Regions from separate parts of the Macaca mulatta genome. Here region 2 is linked to region 1. The links are chromatin contacts, called in public Hi-C maps. All regions are on one chromosome and are shown on one strand. Each heading gives the region's core, a stretch centred on a gene start, on an enhancer-like site or on the middle of the called end of the contact. The rest is flanking DNA. Distances are from core to core; before and after follow the strand shown.

The links. Hi-C and Micro-C count contacts between places; a contact is called where the count stands out from the background.
Region 2: a contact with region 1 is called in a Hi-C map of CD4 T cells, with 4 times the contacts expected there. The contact joins the enhancer-like site here to the promoter of IGF1R in region 1. A contact is called at or near these places in 5 of 14 Hi-C or Micro-C datasets (CD4 T cells, blood, cortical neurons and 2 more).

What each region holds. Positions count from the first base shown.
Region 1 is chr7:88,890,664-88,894,101 of T2T-MMU8v2.0, forward strand. It overlaps IGF1R (insulin like growth factor 1 receptor), which reads left to right and starts at 2,121. Exons shown (of 21, transcript NM_001261352.1): 1 at 2,121-2,233. The coding sequence starts at 2,140.
Region 2 is chr7:89,107,937-89,111,412 of T2T-MMU8v2.0, forward strand. The region is part of intron 2 of IGF1R (insulin like growth factor 1 receptor); the gene reads left to right. Among named protein-coding and RNA genes, the nearest start is that of PGPEP1L, 150 kb to the right of the region's middle. Within about 2 kb of position 1,780, at least 21 of the 40 cell types and tissues checked have an H3K27ac peak or open chromatin away from gene starts, as enhancers often do. A contact at or near this core is called in CD4 T cells, blood, fetal cortex germinal zone and 1 more, where this site is marked.

The sequences.
Region 1 (3,438 bases), core at 871-3,370:
AGCCCCGCAGCGTGCACGCGCCCCGGCCGCTCCCCACAGCCGCCCACGTGGTGGAGCCCTGAGCCGCGCGAGGCCGCTGAGAGCGCTCGGGGCGGGCCGCTGGTCCGGGAGGCCCCGCCAGCGCGACCCAGCCGAGTCGGTCCCCAGCCCGGGCCCCCACATTTCCTCCCCCGGAGGGAGGGAGGCGACTCTCCGCGTGCTGCCCTCCCCGGCGCCCGCCGCGCCCTCTGGCGGCCGCCGCGGGGACGCGCCCTGGGCACGCGGGGCCGCCTGTCTGAGCCCCCCTTCCGGGGCGCGGGGCCCGACCGGGGGGCTGCGGGGTCCTGTCTCCTCGCGCCACTCCGGGTCGAGCCACGCGGGCCGCGCCCTTCCCCCTCCGCTCCCCGCAACTCCGGGCTCCCCGGTCTCAACGCCGCGGGTGCCCCAGCCTGGCGTGAAAGTGCCCAGCGTAGTAGCCTGGGGGGGTCTTCTTTTTCCCAGGTGCGCCCCTTCCGCCACGTTCGGGCTTTCCAGTACATAGCGAAAAAAATGCCGCATGCACGCACTTATTTATTTTGCAACAGCTGCAAGGAACAATGAAGCTTTTCAAGAACCAGGGAAACGCGCTTTCCAGCCGCGCTGTTGTTGTTTTCAATGAACCTCTCCCAGCACCGCACTCCCCGCCCACCCCTCCCCTCGCCTGCCCACCCCGCCCCTCGCCTGCCTACCCCTCCCCTTCCTAACCTTTCCCTGCCTACCCACCCCTGCCCCGCCGAGACCGGGTCGGCGGCGGGGGCATTGTTTTTGGAGTCGGGCGGGAGGGTAGGGCGCGTGCGGGGTGGCCGGCGCAGTGGTGCACTGGTGGGGGCGGGAGCGGGTGGGCACGCGCGCGTGTCTCTGTGCGCGCGCGGGAGTCGGCGGGGCGGGACATGGGGGCGGCGCCTTGCAGTCTCGCGCCCCACGCCTGGGCTCCGCTCCGCACGTCTCGGGGATCCCGGGCTCCGGTTTTTGGCTCGTGCCGGCCTGGGCCGGGCCCTCGGCGCGCCGCTGCTGCGGCGGTGGCCGCTCGAGTGTGCGAGCGGGCGCGTGTGCGCGGACCCGGGCGAGCGCGCGCGCGCGAGCCCCCAGTGTGTGGCGGCGGCGGCGGCGGCGGCGCGGCGAGGCTGGGGCTCTTGTTTACCAGCATTAACTCCGCTGAGCGGAAAAAAAAAGGGAAAAAACCCGAGGAGGAGCGAGCGCACCAGGCGAACTCAAGAGAGGCGGGAGAGCGAGAGGGACGCCGCCAGCGAGCCTGCCCGCGGCCGGCGCTCGCAGACCCTCGGCCCCGCTCCCCGGACCCCCCCCGCGCCCTCCACGCCCCTCCCGCGCGGGGGCAGCTCCACGGCGCGCCTCGCCTCGGCTGTGACCTTCAGCGAGCCGGAGCCCCCGCGCAGAGCCGGCGGCGGCGGGCGGGGGCCGGGCGGGGGCAGCGCGGGGCGGGCGGCGGCGCAGAGCCGGGCGGCGCGGCGGGAGTGCTGAGCGCGGCGCGGCCGGCCCGCCGCTTTGTGTGTGTCCTGGATTTGGGAAGGAGCTCGCGGCGGCGGCGGCGCTGAGGGAGGAGGCGGCGGCGAGCGGAGCCCGGAGGAGGAGGAGGAGGAGGAGGAGGGGGAGCCGCTCATTCATTTGACTCCGGGTTTCTGCTCCTCGCCGGCCTCGCCTGCGACCCGGACTTGGGGCGATCTTGCGAACTGCGTCGCGCCCTCCCGCGGCGGAGGCTCGGGCGTCCGGCCACCTCCCGCGCGGCAAGGGCCGGGCTTGTTTTTCCTCGCCGAGGCAGATTTGGGCTTTGCCCCCTTTCTTTGCAGTTTTCCCCCTTTCCTGCCTCTCCGGGTTTGAAAATGGAGGCCGACGACGCCGACAGCCCGCCCCGGCGCGCCTCGAGTTGCCGACTCCGCCGAGCCCTGGGCCGCTGCTGCCGGCGCTGAGGGGCCGCCCCGTCCGCGCACCCGGAGGGCCCCGGCGGCACCGCCTTCGGAGTATTGTTTCCTTCGTCCTTGTTTTTGGAGGGGGAGCGAAGACTGAGTTTGAGACTTGTTTCCTTTCCTTTCTTTTTTTTTCTTTTTCTTTTCTTTTTTTTTTTTTTTTTTTTTAGAAAGGGGAATTTCGTCCCAAATAAAAGGAATGAAGTCTGGCTCTGGAGAAGGGTCCCCGACCTCGCTGTGGGGGCTCCTGTTTCTCTCCGCCGCGCTCTCGCTCTGGCCGACGAGTGGAGAAAGTGAGTATGTGCCCGCCGCCCGCGGCCACTGCGGGAACTTTTCCTTCGAGGGGCTGCGCCCTGTTTGCGAAACCCGAGTTGCCACCGTCGCAGCTGTCGGGCCCCCGGGCTCGGGAGCGGCGGGGCGGGGCGCGGGGTGGCTCTGCCGGGAGGGAGGCTGCGGCGGACCTGGGATCCGGGCTCGTTCGTCTGGAGCCCAGCGGGCCCTGGCTCCGCACATCCCCCGTGCTGGAAGGGCCTGAGGGGCTTTCTCTCTAGTCGTGCCGACAGTCCTGTCCCCCGGCTAGGCTCGAGGACTCGGTAGGGAAGTTGGTGCCGGGGCGGGCACCAAGGGTTCCCAGGCCCCGCGACCCGCACCTCGCCCCTCCGGAGCGCACGAGCCTCTCCGCACATAGCGCTGATCCCATGCGGCGCGAAGGCAGCGGGGACTGCACCCTGGGCCGCACCGCGTCTCCGCTGCTGGGGCTGATCCGGCAGTGGGGAGCAGGCATCCGCCCGGCCCGCGGGGTGCGAGTTGCCCTTGAGGGGGGAGGTGCCCTGCGGAGAGGCCCCGAAGCCCCAGGACACGTCTCCAAGCGCCTGGCGCTGCCTCCCGTCGCCCAACATGCATTTCCCCTCGGGCTCCTAGGGTTCCTGGCCTTGCCCGTTACTTTGGCCCGCTCCTCGTTGGGTTACCTGCCCCTGGCGTCCCGGGGCTGGGCGGTGGGGTGAGGGGAAGCGCTCTCTGGGCAGCTCCCCGGGGAGTGCGAGGCCGGGAGTCTTCCTCAGCTTGTCTTTTACGGGGAGCGCCACTGGGCCCCCAGTTCAGAGGGCTCTGGGATGGCCTCTCAGTTTCTCCCGGGCAGGGGCATGGAGGGGTGCTAGGGCCGCATCCGAATGTGCGTTGGTGGGTGTGTGGTCGGAGCCGACGTGCATTCCGACACACGTGCTCGCAGCGCGGGGTGTAGTCGCCGCCTCACGGGGACACCGAGACGCCCGTCCCTGGCGAGAGGTGTCCTACGCTGTGGGTTTCAGGAGCGCCAGGGTCTGCGGCGGTGGGGGAAGGGTGTTGTGTTTTGCGAGCGCGGAGCCCTGGCCTTGGTTTTGTTGTGGCCGGCGTCGTGTCGCCCTCCCTTCTGCCGCCGCGCACTTCCTTTGTACGCAGTTAATAAGCAGTATCGTTCCATACTCGCTATGTTTTGCAACCTGATAGCTTTTGTTTTGGT
Region 2 (3,476 bases), core at 530-3,029, 220 kb after region 1:
TTCTTGCCATTTTTCCTTACAAAGGAGGTGACAAGAGATGTTAATTGCCAAAATAGTCTAATTAGTTTTGGTCCTGGCTACAAATCTCTCTTGCTTTTGAGTACTCAAGAGAATGCTATTGGGGAACTGACTCTGAAGCACATCCCAAATGCTCTAGATGGGTTGGGAAGGTTTACATCAACACCATGCATTTAATTTATCATATGACATTTTATTTCTGAGTTTTTAAAGCTATAATTAAAAGAAGTGTTCAAAGTGTTGCTTTCCTCTTTTAGAATAAATGTGGCTGTGTTTGGTGGCTCATGCCTGTTATCCCAGCACTTTGGGAGGCCATAGGCGAGAGGATTGCTTTAGCCAGGAGTTGGGGACCAGCTTGGGCAACATAGGGAAACCACATCTCTACCAAAAAAAAAAAAATTAGACTGTCATGGTAGCATGTACCTGTGGTCCCACTTACTTGGGAGGCTGAGGTGGGAGGATCACCTGAGCTCAGGAGGTCAAGGTTGCAGTGAGCTGTGATCGTTCCCATGCCCTCCAGCCTGGACAACAGAGCAAGACAGTGTCTCAAATAAATAGGCTAACATTACCAACATGGCAAACAAGTTGGAGGAGGCCCCCTATTTAATTAAATTTCAGCAGTCCCAAATCTAATTGGTATGAAGAAATCATTATTCACAATTTTCTATCACTGAAATACTAAAATCACTTGTTTGAGACATCTTGGTCTGTCACCCAGGCTGGAGTGCAGTGTTGCTCTCATAGCTCACTATAGCCTTGACCTCCTAGGCTTAAGTTATGCTCCCACCTCAGCCTCCTGAGTAACTGCCACTACAGGCGTGTGCAACCATGTTCAGCTAATTTTTTTATTTTTCGTCGAGATGGGGTCTTACTGTGTTGCCCAGGTTCCTCTTGAACTCCTGGCCTCAAACTGTCTTCTCCAATTGGCCTCCCAAATTGCTGTGATTACAGGTGGGGAGCCACAGCACTCAGCCTAAAAATAACTCTTTATCCAAAAGAAAGTTTAAAAAAATTGTTTATTGTCTTTTTTGATTTTTATCTATGTGGTCTTTTCTATTATTTTTAAAATAAAAGAGATTTATACTCCTCAAGTAACATTTTATCAAATTTCATGCTTCTGTTTGATGAAACTGAATGGCTAAATTTTTAAAATATTCTGCAATCCACCCTAGTTTGTAATTATATTATGGCCTTCAGACAAGAGCATGCAAGCTATACTAAGCTTCCTATGGCCCTCGTCTTTTCTCCCTGACATTTGTAACTCATCCCAAATTAAATTTTAGGAGTCTGAAATGTAGCTGTTATATTTGGGAGATGTGGAGAAAAGAATCTTAGGCATCTCAGTAGGATAGGCTATCGGATCACACATGCTTGCTGGACCAAAGAGGACAAAATGATTCTGAGTTAGTTTGTATACTAACTATATACTATATAGCTTTTAAAGGTGAGACTAGCACAGAATTCACAATAGCATGCACTAAGAGTTATTTTGTGTTTGCAATTTCCAGATGAATGTTTTAAAGTTGGCTGCAGAATAGAGCGAGATAGGTAAAATTTATTTGAGTATTACTTATAGACCCCAACAGACATCCCAAAGGATATGTTGGACTAATTCCAAAAATATCCTATAAGTCATTGCAAGTACAGGCGTGGATCTGGGCGTGAATCTGGGTTTGGAAATGCAGTCTGGATCCCTGGCTGGGCTCCTACAGCAGCCAAGGAGAGGCTGGCTGGAGGCGGGGCTCGGCGTGCATGGCGGCCACGTGACTGTGCCCGGTCACGCCCACCTTCCCTCACGTGGTCCCAGGCCACGCTGGACTTCCGGATGTGCTGAAGTGGATGGAAAAGGGAGTGGGGCTCGGGCGTGGCTTTGTGGTTTGGGAAGACATGAACTCCTTGGGTTTCTTTTCTCCTTTTAATTCTTTAATTTTGATATCTGGAAATACATAAAGGGTTTTTCATTTCTCCTTGACCACGTGGTCCCAACCTCAATTTCCCTAGCAGAACGCGGTTTTTGGTCACTGGTGGATTCGTCTCACGGCACCACTCATGCTGCCTCCCTGGGAAGGGGAGGGCTCAGGATTCCCGTGGTCCGCGATCCATTTTATGTTGGAAGGAAATCATTTTGAACTATCTCAATACACACCCTAGTGTATCTTTAAACATAATTGAGTGTTGATGGAAAATCTGCGGTCCGATAACCGTAAGAAAAGGGCGCTCCCACCTCCCGCTCCGGGGTCGCCACTTGCCTGGCAAGCGGGAGGAGGCTCCCAGAGTAGATAAAACTTGCCCGTTACCCGGATGGGTTGGTAATGCACATATGCACGGGGCACAATTCAAAATGAAAGTAAAAGATGCAAATATGTTTGCAAAAGAAAAATTAACATAGGATATGTGCAGGCGTTCTCATTTGAACTCGGTCTTACTGTTCTGCGCGACCACCCCATGACTCAGAGCCCAAATCTCTGCGGAACAGCCCGGGACGCTCGTCCACGGGAAGACGCCTCTGTCTCTGTACCCCGCTGCCACCCCACAGACGCACGTACTCTCTTCACTTCCGTGTACCGAGTAAATGCAGATCCTGATTTAAATCTGCAGCATGCTGCTTTCTTCCCATTTCGTGTGGGAAGCTTCAGGTTCTCTTCAGTTTATTTTCTCATCACCTTTATTAAAATGCAACAAAACGAGGAGTATATTAATGCGGGTCCCCACAAATAGAGGGGATTTATTGAAAAGAAGAATGGCTTGAAAGATTCAACTTCATCTTAAAAATCAGAAACAGACTCTTGTTATTAATAGCTTTAGAAACGAAAATCTAACTTCTGATAAATTATTTCAGAGGAGTGGTTCAAACGTGTAGTAGATAGCTCTGCCTGGTCATCAATTATAGTGATGTCCTTGCATCAGCTCCAGAAAATCAGAATATTCATGAGCTTTCCAGTCTGACTCAGACCTTCAGGAGCCATGAAATTTTCCTGTTTGGATGAGAGGAAGCGCTGGCGGTCGTTTCAGCAGCTTAATGAAACCAGAAATAGATAAGCACGATCGAGGGGTGATGTCCACTCGTTTGTTCCCATCACGTTGTTTTTAATGTGTGAAAGTTTTTAAAATCATACTAAATGTGTGATCCTTTTTAGAATTCACTGGGTTCGGGTTCGTGGAGGAAGTGTTTTTGTTTTTTGTGAATTTGTTTAAACAAATGACTGAGGCTTTGTTTTCCACTCTGTCTGGCCAAGCACCATTGCTACACTTTTTTAAATTCATGACATCCTGAGCAGTGAGGCTGTTCTTCAGCCCGCCTCTCCTTTTGTGACTGGAAGACAAGGAGGCAGACACCAATGGCGCCTCTCACAATGGAGGTTTGTTTATTTTTTTAAATTTAATGGAGGGATTGTAGATGGTGTAAAACTTCCTTGTGCCAGGAGAGAAAGGGAAAGAGAGAGAGAGAAATAACCCAT